Regions from separate parts of the Hordeum vulgare genome. Here regions 1 and 3 are each linked to region 2. The links are chromatin contacts, called in public Hi-C maps. All regions are on one chromosome and are shown on one strand. Each heading gives the region's core, a stretch centred on a gene start, on an enhancer-like site or on the middle of the called end of the contact. The rest is flanking DNA. Distances are from core to core; before and after follow the strand shown.

Region 1 (3,559 bases), core at 1,008-3,507, 380 kb after region 2:
CAGAAACTACGTGCACGGTTGTTACTTGCTAGGTCCAGGCTACGGACACATCCTCGTCGCGGTGGTTTGGAATCCTTCACGCTAGCCATGTCTGCCGCGGGATATTTGCCGTGATACACCCCCCGGCCGGCGCCCGGCCTCAAGCTCACATGTGAACCACCGGACGAACGGAGTCCCCGAAAAGGATGGGTGTGGCTGGCACGATGCCCCGCCAGCTTCCCTTGGTCGGCGCTATCTACCTGCTCACGATCTGCACTGCTACAGACGGCATCCTCGGCGGCCACGGGAACTCCTGTTCCACGGGAGCCCGGCCGGTGAGCACCCTCCAAAGTCGAAAGTGAAACACAAGAAAGCGACGACGACTCTCTAATTTACGCCATGTTTTCTCTCTTTCTACCAAGCATCATCGCTGCGATTCAAGATTTTTACCATGTTGCTAATTAATGCGTGCAAGCTCCTTCAACGCACACAATTTTTTCAGGGAAACTTTGATGCACACCTTTGTTGCACGACATCCATCGCAGTGGTTACAACCAAATTCACCCACGCAAAACCATTTTCCCTCTCACGTCAACCGAATTTGACGTGGCCCGTGACCTCTCACTGTCAACCCACCGCCCATGTCTCCCCGTCAACAGCCGCACAATCTGATTTCCCACCTCAACATACACGCATGCACAACTCGTACTGGTTCTACGTATCTGTACACTCTAGTACGATCTGCTCGAGTACACGTGTGGCCACCACATTGTTTCCTTCCATGCGCGCACGTACGGGCCCGGTTGCTTCGCCCTCACGCAGCTGCCACGCGCTTCTGCTCCGCCGTCGTCTCGTACGACGGCGCCGTGGCCGGCCGGCCTCTCCACGCCTGCGACGGTGGTCCTGCCGTGCGCTCCGTCACCGGCGGCTCTGGCGCTTCCGACAGGCGCCACACCTTGACCGACCCGTCCAGGCTCCCGCTGTACACCACGAACCGCCGGTCGCCGCCCGGACCGGCGGCCGCCTCCTCGTCCATGGCGACGCACTTCACGGGCCCGGCGTGTCCGGCCAGCACGCCTAGACAGGCGTGCTCTGCGCCGTCGCGGCGCCACGCACAGAGGGTCCGGTCGGCCGAGCCGCTGACGACGACGTTGCCGGCCACCGCCAGGCACATCACCGCCATCTTGTGGCCCTTGAGCACGCCGCCGTATCTCGCCTCGCCGTCGACCCAGTACCAGTAGGTGACCAGCCCGTCCGAGGAGCCCGCGTACACGACGCGGTCCTCGGTCGACACGGCGATGGCGGTGACCGCGCCCTCGCCCTTCCTGAGCACCTTCTCCAGGACATGCTTCGTCGCGTCGCCCTTCTTCGCGGCAGGCTCCCGCCGCCACACCTTGACGGTGCCGTCGGCCGACCCGGTGAACACGACGCTGTCGAACCCGGCGGCGGCCACGGTGTTGACGGCGTCGTCGTGCGCGCTGACGGACTCGAGGCACTTGGAGTCCGACACGCGCCACACCTTGAAGGTCCTGTCCCACGAGGCCGAGTAGAGCAGCCCGGCGCCCTCGTCGAGGCTGAGGGACGACACGGCGTCCGAGTGCCGAAGCCACACCGCGCGGTGGCGGCCCTTGCGCTGCGTCTCGACGTAGCTGGCGGGGTTGACGGCGCTCTTGAGGTAGTCCCTGAGCTTCGGGAGCGAGCCCACCTGGTGGTGCGCGGCGGGGTTGTCCGCGTCGGCGCGCCACACACGCACCTTGCCGTCCTGGTGGCCGGTGAAGATGCGGCCGTCATCGGCGACGACGATGGCCTTGACGAGGCCGCTGGCGGTCCTGAACCCGGCGAGCTCGCGCTGGTCCCGCCACACGCGCACGTTCCGAGAGTCGGTTCCGGTGTAAAGAACGTCCCCGGTCGCCGCCAGCGAGTAGACGTGGCCGTCCTCCTTTTCCAGCGACGCGATGAGCCCCGTGGCCCCCGGTTCGGCGGCGAGGCCCGGGAGGTGCGCCCACGGCGACTTGGGCGTGGGCGGGGTCGAGGAGCCGCCGTAGCGCGACGGCGAGGAGCTGTAGCTATCGTCGTCTGACACGGATGCGGAAGAGGAGGAGAAGGACCTCGGCGAGCATGCGGCCACCGCGGGGTCCGGCCGGAGGAAGTTGAGCAGCTTCTGGCGGTTACCCATGGAGCGATCTGTCGTTCCCACAACTCACAGAGCAAACGATCGACCAGCGTCGGAAGGAAAGCCGAAACCGAAAGGGAGGAGAAGAAGAAGAAGCTTTGAGTGCGAGGTTGGAGAAGAGGGAGGCGAGCAGCGGCGGGTATATATATCCTGTGGAGGCGATCAGAGACAGAAACGAGGCTGATGCCGTGGGAGCCACGACGTTCCGACATGTGGATCCCAATCGATCCAGGGATCTGATTTGATTGATTCCTTTTTCTTTCTTTTCCTTTTAAAGAACGGTTCTCCTTTCTTGATTTTGTCGGTTTTAATAGAATATTTCTATTCATTATTGGGAATGGGTGTGGGACTCGACGGCTGCTGTCTGATCACCCAACAGTGGGCACGCGGCGAGCGCTGCTTCGTTGCGCCGTTAATTATTGGATGGTATCGTCACTTCGATCAATTATTATTTTCCTTGTGAGGGTCAATTAGATAAAGAAAACTATATGGGCCGTTAGAAGCTAATGAGAACATGTACAATGGCTGATAAGATAGTTTTATTTTAAATCTTATATGTAGTTTAGAGATGATAAAAAAAAGTCTACAGTGGATCATCTTTTAGACTTATCTCTTATAATGAATGTGACACTCTTAAGATAGGACCGTTGTACACGCGCTCTGATCAAGCTTGTACGTGATCACTTGTATTGCACTCGTGTCATACTCAACTGTATGTGTTGACACTGCGCTGAAAAAAAAACTGTTTCCATACGGGGAGATCTCAGTTGGCGTGCTGGTCAACCGGCTAAGATAGAGCCTGCGTACGTCGAGATCGTACCAATTTGGCGGGCGGAGCAGGAACTCTACAAGCATTCTTTCGTTTCTGACTTTGTGCAATGAAAGAGCAAAAACGACACATGCATATTTAGCCTTTAGGCAATTGGGGTGTACAACTGGTGCATGCCCTTCTGAAAAATCGGCTGAGGGCCGGCGGCTCGTCTCCGTTAATACGTACTACAAGCGTGTGGTTGGCGCCACCGCCATGGACCGTACATACGTGTTCGTGTTGCTTCCGGGACCGAGGATTAGGTTTCCATAACGAGTTCAACATGTGGGTTATGTACGGGTCGCGTGAGCTCATTTACGAATAAAAGCAGCAAGAATCACACGCTTTGCTTTGTTTACCGGGGTATGAATCATGAAGAAGCTCGTTTATTAGAACCAAAGTGCCATTTGTGTAAGCTTGACAAGCACGCGCTACTTTTAGCCAAGTTGTTCAGCAAAAAATTATTATTTTTCGTTTGGACATCGTTGTACACGCCTTGCCTGTTTGGAACATATAAAATGTTCAATCAGGTCAGATCCCCCCCCCCCCCCCCCCCTCCACTAGCAGTTGGCGTGCTCCTAATCATTGTCCATATTTGA
Region 2 (4,065 bases), core at 1,247-3,746:
TTATCTTTTGCATTTACAAATTTATTTAAAAAATCTTGCACCTATTTATCGTTATGGGTTCAATAGGATCCAGTTGTTTCCTGGCTGATTCATCAGTTTCAAAGATTGTTATCAGTTATAGTGGTGTTTGGATAAGTATAAAGCCATTTATTCATAACAATTGGCCTAGCATCTTAATCTTGTTATTGGGACACTGCCTATGGCCATATAACATAACAACTGAGGGGTTTGTAGTGGGTGTTGGGGATTGGGCAGAGTAAAGTATCCCATCAGCAACCCAAATAGGTACAATAGAAGTCCTCCAATCCTTAAAATGTAGCTAAACCAAAGATGGCCTCTGGACCCAGTAGGGGCCAAACCCCCAAAGGGTGTGTCGGGCAAGATTGGGGTTGGAGTTGATTGCTTCATATGAGGAAAGGGAAGAATAACACTCCTCTTTCAAGCAAATCAGTCAGTGGAAAGTTCTCTTTGAGGGTTACCATTACATGTTCTAGTTATTCACACGCGTGTACTGCATTCTGTTAAGTGGCGATCATTTGATATCCAATATACCGTCATTTTCTGCACAACTAATTTTTATGAGTTCTCAGATCCCTTTCCAGCTTGGGTTGTCAAAAACTGATCTAAGGAGGGTGCTGAAATCAAGTTTGTCTGGGGTAAGTAGACACAAGTTGTTTCTTGACTCCAATGTATTATTCCATATGCAGCAGAAGCGGTCTTGTCATTTTCGTTCAAAAGATGACCGAGCTTTTTATGGCTGAGTGGCAGATAGGGTTGCCCCTCTTGTGTGTACGGTCATACAATACAAGATTTTTTAGTCAAATGAAACTGGATCTGTTGTTTTGGCATTTGAGTGTTCTCAATGGTTGATGAGATATCTTTTTTGATGCCTTGCCAGTTCAATATGTTCACGGGAGCGTGCAGTGTGCTCCCATTGATTTGGGGATTTTGATTGTATTGTATCAGGGTTCTAATTCGTTTTTCTGCACTTAGTGCATGCCATTTTTGAATGTGGTCTCAACATGGGTACATATGGATCACAGTGCACATTCGCCATCCCATCTTTAATATCAAGAATAATGATCAGAGTTTCATCCATAGCATCTTATTTTGTTCAAGATGCTGGTGTAAAGTGAACTCATGAAATTGTAAAACTGTGCAGATTGACAAGTCGATTGGCGCCATGTACAGAAGATTACAGAAGACATTGACTTCTGATGAATTGTTCCCCTCACTATGGGATAAATGCAAGGTATGCGGCCTATTCACATCAATTTGCGTTTGCTAGTTTGGAGTTGCGGGTTGGTTCATAATTTTCTAGAGCAGTAAAAGATTACACGTTGATTTAACTATTCCTGCTTGATGTTTGCAGAAAGAGTTCCTGGACAAGTACGAGAGCTTTGTCCAGATGGTGACGCGGATCTACGGGAACGAGCCTATAATGCCGGTTGCCGAGATGAGGGACACCCTCGCTAGCTTCTAGATACAATTGAGTACAGCGCAATGTATCATTTTCACAGTGCCGTGGCCCTATCTATATTCAATTCATTCTATTGAATTTTGCAGATTCATCGCCTTTCTCTAGGCCTTGTTAGGATGGGTTCTACATGTATGTTTCCTTGTCAAATTGTATGTGTGTGTGACTGACTTTTGTATAGAAATGGATGTGAGCTGTTGTCTGTTGCGAACCCCGGGTTCTGTTGTGGCAAAGGAGTATGAATGAATGGGTAACAAGTTTGGGAAACGTGTGTGCGATTATCTTGACGCCTATCGAAATGTCGGAAGGCGTTCATGCGTCCTGGAGTTTCTTTACTCTGAATTTCTAGTGTGTTGAACTTCAACTGAACGTTTCATTTTGGTAAAAATTCCTCGTTGGGTTCATCAGGCCGCTTGCTTACGGTTTGGCTTCATAACTTGGTTATTATTAGGAAGCTGAGAGTGTTGCGATAGAAAAAAAAGTGAGGGCGAGACACCAATCAATCACAGGGAGACCAAAATTGCTCTCCATTCGCTCCAGTGGACGAAAAAGGCGACCGAAATTGGGACAAGAAAATGTCGAAAACGTTCTTATATTATGGAACGGAAGGAGGGAGTAAGATAAACATCCAAATGTGAAGCGACGGAGATGCAGCTCAACAGTGCTTGAAAGTAATCATGGTTTGTTTGTTACGGTACAAACCTCATGACATCACGAGTCATTTTTGTCTATCACTGCTGCATGGCTCCCTCGTTCACCTCAAGCAAGAAAGACACCACTACGTAATTCCGTTGGAAAATCGGCAGAAAATCTCTTACCACTTGGAAACTCTTGGCGAAGAAATCGAGAAACGGTAGCATCATCAAACCAAGAAGGACGGGAAGCAGAAATTATATACGAGAAAAAAGATTGAGATGGCATGGCAACGACCAACGCATGAGGAGGAGGAAGAAGCAAAGAAGAAGAATAACACGGCAGAGAAGTGGAGGAGGGGGAAGCTGACTGGCAGATGCAGAGCTGGCGGCGGAAGAGGGAGCCGCAGATCTGGAGCCTTTTATAGAGGAAAGAAAAAAAGGTCGAGGTATCTAGGGCTAGTGGCCGTTTTCCCCCTCTGAATTTACGCTCCTGTCCCTAACCGCATGATTGATGTACGTACGTTGCCAGTTCAGCCCTACCTTACATTCTCCAAAACAGACCGAAGTCTGAGGATCGTTCGACTACAGATTTTATAGGAAAAAAGGGAAAAAAAAGAAGCAGAGGAAAAGCAAGATCAAAACAGAGCAACAAACGAGGCTGAAAACTGAATGCAGGCTGAAGCTGCAGACCATGCGGCTGAGAGAGTAAAGAGCTATGCTTTGGAACAAAGGAAATCCTGCATGGCTTGATCTTGCGTCCGAGAACTCGAGAGCTTTATCATCTCGGCAATGCCATAGCATGAGAGCATCTGCAGCCGTAACTTGTAAACCAGGTCCCTCGGTCGCCCGGACGCGTCCGCAGGTACTGCTCGGACATGCCTTAAAAACAGGCTACTGTATTCGGACATCTCATATTGATTGCTCAAATATATTTGGAATGCATGCAACACATAAATCTACATACTATGTATAAACTATCTACTCTTCGTCCGAGATATCAGCGATCTTCGTGTCCGTCGACGGATAGATGTGCGAGTGGTGCAGCTTCGCCCCCTCCGACGCCTCTGCTGAGGCCTTTTCCGACGCCTCCGGCTGCTCCGCTTCGGCTTCCTCCGCCGCTATGTCCGCCTCAAGCTCGGCGTAGAGGGTGTCGGCCTCCACATGCCTCTGTCGGATGAGCTGGCGGTTGGCCTCCACCTTGGCCTTATCCCGGATGGAATCCAGAATGGCATGATGTTCCGCCAGCTCCTCGATTTGGGCGACAACGAACTTTCTCTCCGCCTCCGTCATGTTTAAGCTCGGAGCATGGATCTCCGGGTCATCCTCTTCCTTCTGTTCGTCATGGTATGGTATGGTATCATATAAATTAAAACTATATTGGATATTACTCGGGAGGTATTTGAGGCACAATATTTAGGATTACCATCAGAGGGCAGAATGAATAAAGGTAAATTACAACCTTTAGAGCATCTTCAACAGCCACGCTATATAAGTGCCGCGCTGTAAAAGTAGCGTTTTTTGCGCGCGCAACCATTTCGAGCGTTCCAACGGAGGCGCAAAAACCGCGTGCGCGACATAAGTGGTTCAGCGCGCGGGACGAAACGGCATCGCGCCCCCCTTATTTCGTGCACCCGCTCCCACGCTGCACACTCGAGCGCCCGCTCCACACCTTCTCCTACCTCACCACTTTCCTCCGCCCGCCTTGCCGTCGGTGGATTCGCCCGATGGATGACCGCGTCGACATCCCCCTCACCCCTCCCTACGCCCACCCTGCCACCGCCTCCACCACCATCGCCGTTGGTGCAAACCCTAGCGTGGGGAGATCTGGCTTCGCCTCCGTTGGTGCTCCTCCAACCACCGGTCTCGCACGCGGCCTTTTGTTGGCGCCACAGACGAGCTCGGCAGTGGGTGGTGGCGTGCTGGCGCCCGCCGTGAAGCAATGTATAAACTATC
Region 3 (4,107 bases), core at 236-2,735, 270 kb after region 2:
TCTTTACCTAGCCACTCTCTTATCTCCAGTTCACTTTTCATTGTACTTTACCAAGAGGGGGACAAGAGCACTTGCTGCTGCCATTTTTCTAACACCCTTTTCCGGCTGCTCTTTGTCGGAGCAAATGACACGAATTCAATGCAAAATTAAACTATGAATCCAGCCAAACCAGGTTAGCTCAACTGGTTACGTACTTACGTTCTTGTCTCCCATCAATTGACAAATCCAAACTGAGTGATCCACGTTGCAAAGCTAGCTCAGAATCCTAACAAAAATAGAGATTTGTACATGTCATGAAATATATGTCCTCTCAATGCCAAATCTACGACGAAGTAAATTAAAGAGCGGTGTTATTAATTAGATGTTGATGTGCACGATCTTGCTTTGACTCATAAACACTTCTTGCCACTAGATGTAGAAGGAATCATGAAAATTTGGCTACCGAATAGAAAATGACTGTAATTTTCTCGCCTAGCATCTAGATAAAATGATTCTTTTTGTGTTTGTAGTAAAAGATATCTCATAAGGTTTTTTATTTTTTATTTTATGGTCATATGCGGGCAAGAAAAGAAACATTGCTTATTTCCGTAAAAAGAACAAGTGGGAGAGAAACAAAGAATATCATTTCTATCAAGGAACGTGGTGCAGAATTTATACGTTCTCCACAAAAGCTCGGAGAACATGTGACTTCATATTAAAGTTTAATTTTTTTTTTTGAAAAAGAAGGTTCAAACCCGCGGCCTCTGCATCAATTGATGCATACGGTCATCTTTATTAATTATTCAATATAGGTCTAACAAGAACATACATCAAACCATCCGAAGCCACCACTCACACCTACGAAACATTAATTAGGAGAGTAGAGTTTATTATTTTGCCAAGACCTTTTCTCCATGCCTCCGACATGGTCCTGGCGAACGGCGATACTGCAGCCACCCTCGAGGTCCCCTTCTCGAGCTCCGGACCTTGCGCCCCAAGTTGCAAAATCATTTGACGCAAACTCTACTTTCAAAGGTCCAAGATATAGCAAATAGAGTGTTACGCAATCCCGGATCCGCTAACACCAGCGTTTTCGACCCACATGCGTCAACAGGGCCAACCGGAGAGCAACACCGACTTATGACAGGCCTTGTGCCCTCTCCAACCCAAAAGACTAGCCTGTTAGGAGGGGACACCTTCACCCTTATAAGTCGTGTTATGTCTCGTCCCATAATCGATATCGGACTAAACCCAACATAGAGAAAAATAAAAGAACCAAGCCAAATTTCAATACTAGTAGTAATATCACAAGAGGACACTAGTTGTATGATTGCCAGCAAATAACACTGGAGTAGAGTTGATGCATGCATGTGCACATAAACCTTTCGCGACCGGCATGCAACGGTGGCGCGTGAAACGTTGACATGCGCGCACCACCGTACGTACTCGATCGCATTTGCACGTACAAATGCTCCACCACATAAATTTAGGCGATAGCGTGGTAACCTGGGTTTTGGCTGCACCGAATCAACCCACGGACACGGACTTGAGAAAAAGAGAGCACAGATGATGCTCCACGGATGCAACGTGGCGGGAGCGCACGTAAAAGTCGAGCCAACAGCCAACGTCGATCGGAGGACGGCTCGACGTCGACGTTACGTAACGGTGGAGTGGCTATTCGTTTGGTCTCTCGTGATTCGACTTTATCCAACCAAAAGTTGGAGGACGTGATTGTGTCAAGGCAGGGCGGAGCTATAGCACTTGGGGTCACCTGATCCCAATGGGTTTATGTAAAATTTGTAGTGAATTGATGATAGTGAAAGTGCAATTAGGGCTAAACCAGTGTAGTGTATGAAGATAACTCATTGAAAAATTTAGCTGGCGCTGCCCTGTGTCAATGGTCTTTTTTTCTTTTCTTACTCGGATATGGAAATGAGATAATTAGGAGCGAAGAAGCGACATGCTTGCCAGAGAACACCAAGCTAAACCTTAGCCTCCTCCCGCTACAACAACAAAAAGAAAAGAAAAAAAATCTGCTTAATTAGTCTCCTAATACGGCGGCAGAGAAGTGCGTTGCGTCACTCATCGTATATGTGTATATTTAGAGGGTGCTTGGATCCAAGAAACTTATTTTAGTCTGACTAAAAAATAGTCTCTTTAAGAGGCTAAAGTGCCAAGCATCCCTGACTAAAGAGGGGTTAAAACTAGTCTTGAGACTAAATTTTTTTAGTCAGGGATACCCCTACTAAAATGTGGATTAGTCCTCTCTCTTCTCATTTAACTCCTCTCCTCTAACACACACAAGTTCTGAATTGGAGGGTTTGGAGGATAATAAATGCTCATTAACTTGATTTTAGTCTCTTTAGTATTTGGATCCAAGCATGCGTGAGGCTACCAAATTTTAGTCCCACTACTTTTAGTTATGAGACTAAAACGTATCCAAGCACCCTCTCAATCACGGTGGCCTATAATATACAAGTATACCATTGTGTCAAGTATTACACCGGCAAAGCATATCTTGTCGAGTACTTTACCCAGTCGGTCTCTGTATCTAATTTACTTATAATTTTTTCTGCTTAGGCTGGTCTCTCATACTACATTCATAGTGCGTATTATCATATATTAGTATCATAAAGTAGTTCATTTATTGACATATATGACACATAATTGCATATCATTTAATATGATACGGTATCATGCACTAATAGAAAATAAGGCTTTGGTCCAGCTGATGAAAGAGCTTTAATCCGGTTCTATTACGAATCGGGATCAATGGATGCATCAGTCCCGGTTCATGAGGTCAGGACGCCGGCCGGACCAGGGTCCCGGTTCGTGTGACCCCTTTGGTCCCGGTTTCACTTTGGGTGTTGAACTGCTCTTATTGATGCACTTTATCACCTTAAAAAACATTGATGCACTTTACTTGCACTTGATTCTAGGGAGAGTACAGATGTACAAGCTTACTCTCCTCTTTTGGCCAGAAGAGGCCATGCACCATGACGCACCATATATACGAATCAATGGGCATTCACATAAAATAGACCACAGTCAAGTACTTCCTCCGTTCCTAAATATAAGATCTTTTAGAGATTGCACTATAAATACATACGGATGTATATAGACATATTTTAGAGTATAAATTCACTCATTTTGTTCCGTATGTAGTCTCCTAGTAAAATCTCTAAAAGATCTTATATTTTGGAACGGAGGGAGTAGTAGTTAAACCCGATGTACTTTATTTTGGTCATGCATATCTCTCGACCGATAGTTCTTTACTTAGTCACCCTCTTATATCCGGTTCATTTTTCAATGTGCTTTACCAAGAGGGCGACAAGAGCACTTGCCACTGCCATTTTTCTAACACCCTTTTTGCGGCTGCTCCTCGCCCGAGCAAATGACACGAATTCAGTGTGAAATTAAACTATGAACCCACTCAAAATAAGTTAGCTCAACTGGTGACGTTTATGTCTCCCGTCAACTGACAACTCCAAACCAAGTGATCCACGTTGCAGAGCTAGCTGCAAATAGTATTAAAAATAGAGATTTGCACATGTCATGAAATATATGCCCTCTCATTGCCAAATCTATGACGGAGTAAACTAAAGAGTGGTGTTATTAATTAGATGTCGACGTGCACGATCTCGCTTTGATCTTATCTTGCGCGGCTGCCGGCGTAAAGTATGTTGTAGCGTCAATCTAAAATAACCGGTTGAGATAGTTTCTAAATGTAGGGCTATGTATGATGATTACCTGCGGATAAACATAGCGTGAATTTACGCTTTAGACCTACCTCGTATATATACGTTCAAGGATTTTATATGCCCGCGGGGTGGGCATGGGTGTTATTATCATAGTGTGAAGTGGATATTGAATATGACTGAAGAGTAGTTGGGCCAATACTAGAGAGAGATTCAAGATTAAATGTATGTATGATTTGTTGGATCAGATGTCTCAACGTGAAAGCAGAATTGACTCATCAATACTTCCTGCCACTAGATGTGGAAGCAATCATGAAAATTTTACTATTGAATAGAAAATAACTAATTTCTCGCCTAGCATCCAGATAAAATGATTGTTTTTGTGTTTGCGGTAGAAGACATCAGATAAGTTTATTTTCTTTTATGGCTA

The links. A called contact is a pair of places that touch in the nucleus more often than the background predicts.
Region 1: a contact with region 2 is called in a Hi-C map of leaf, with 3 times the contacts expected there. The contact joins the promoter of LOC123451113 here to the enhancer-like site in region 2. A contact is called at or near these places in 2 of 6 Hi-C or Micro-C datasets (leaf and seedling).
Region 3: a Hi-C map of leaf shows a contact between it and region 2, with 4 times the contacts expected there. The contact joins two enhancer-like sites. A contact is called at or near these places in 3 of 6 Hi-C or Micro-C datasets (leaf and seedling).

The regions. Positions count from the first base shown.
Region 1 is chr4H:33,971,273-33,974,831 of MorexV3_pseudomolecules_assembly, forward strand. It overlaps LOC123451113 (protein JINGUBANG-like), which reads right to left and starts at 2,258. Exons shown (of 1, transcript XM_045128121.1): 1 at 459-2,258. The coding sequence starts at 2,155. The coding sequence ends at 794.
Region 2 is chr4H:33,595,830-33,599,894 of MorexV3_pseudomolecules_assembly, forward strand. It overlaps LOC123447742 (exocyst complex component SEC3A-like), which reads left to right. Exons shown (of 25, transcript XM_045124390.1): 23 at 591-656; 24 at 1,163-1,252; 25 at 1,373-1,744. The coding sequence ends at 1,483. Among protein-coding and RNA genes, the nearest start is that of LOC123447742, 13 kb to the left of the region's middle. Within about 2 kb of position 2,497, at least 3 of the 3 cell types and tissues checked have open chromatin away from gene starts, as enhancers often do. A contact at or near this core is called in leaf and seedling, where this site is marked.
Region 3 is chr4H:33,868,521-33,872,627 of MorexV3_pseudomolecules_assembly, forward strand. No RefSeq gene overlaps it. Among protein-coding and RNA genes, the nearest start is that of LOC123451112, 94 kb to the right of the region's middle. Within about 2 kb of position 1,486, at least 1 of the 3 cell types and tissues checked has open chromatin away from gene starts, as enhancers often do. A contact at or near this core is called in leaf, where this site is marked.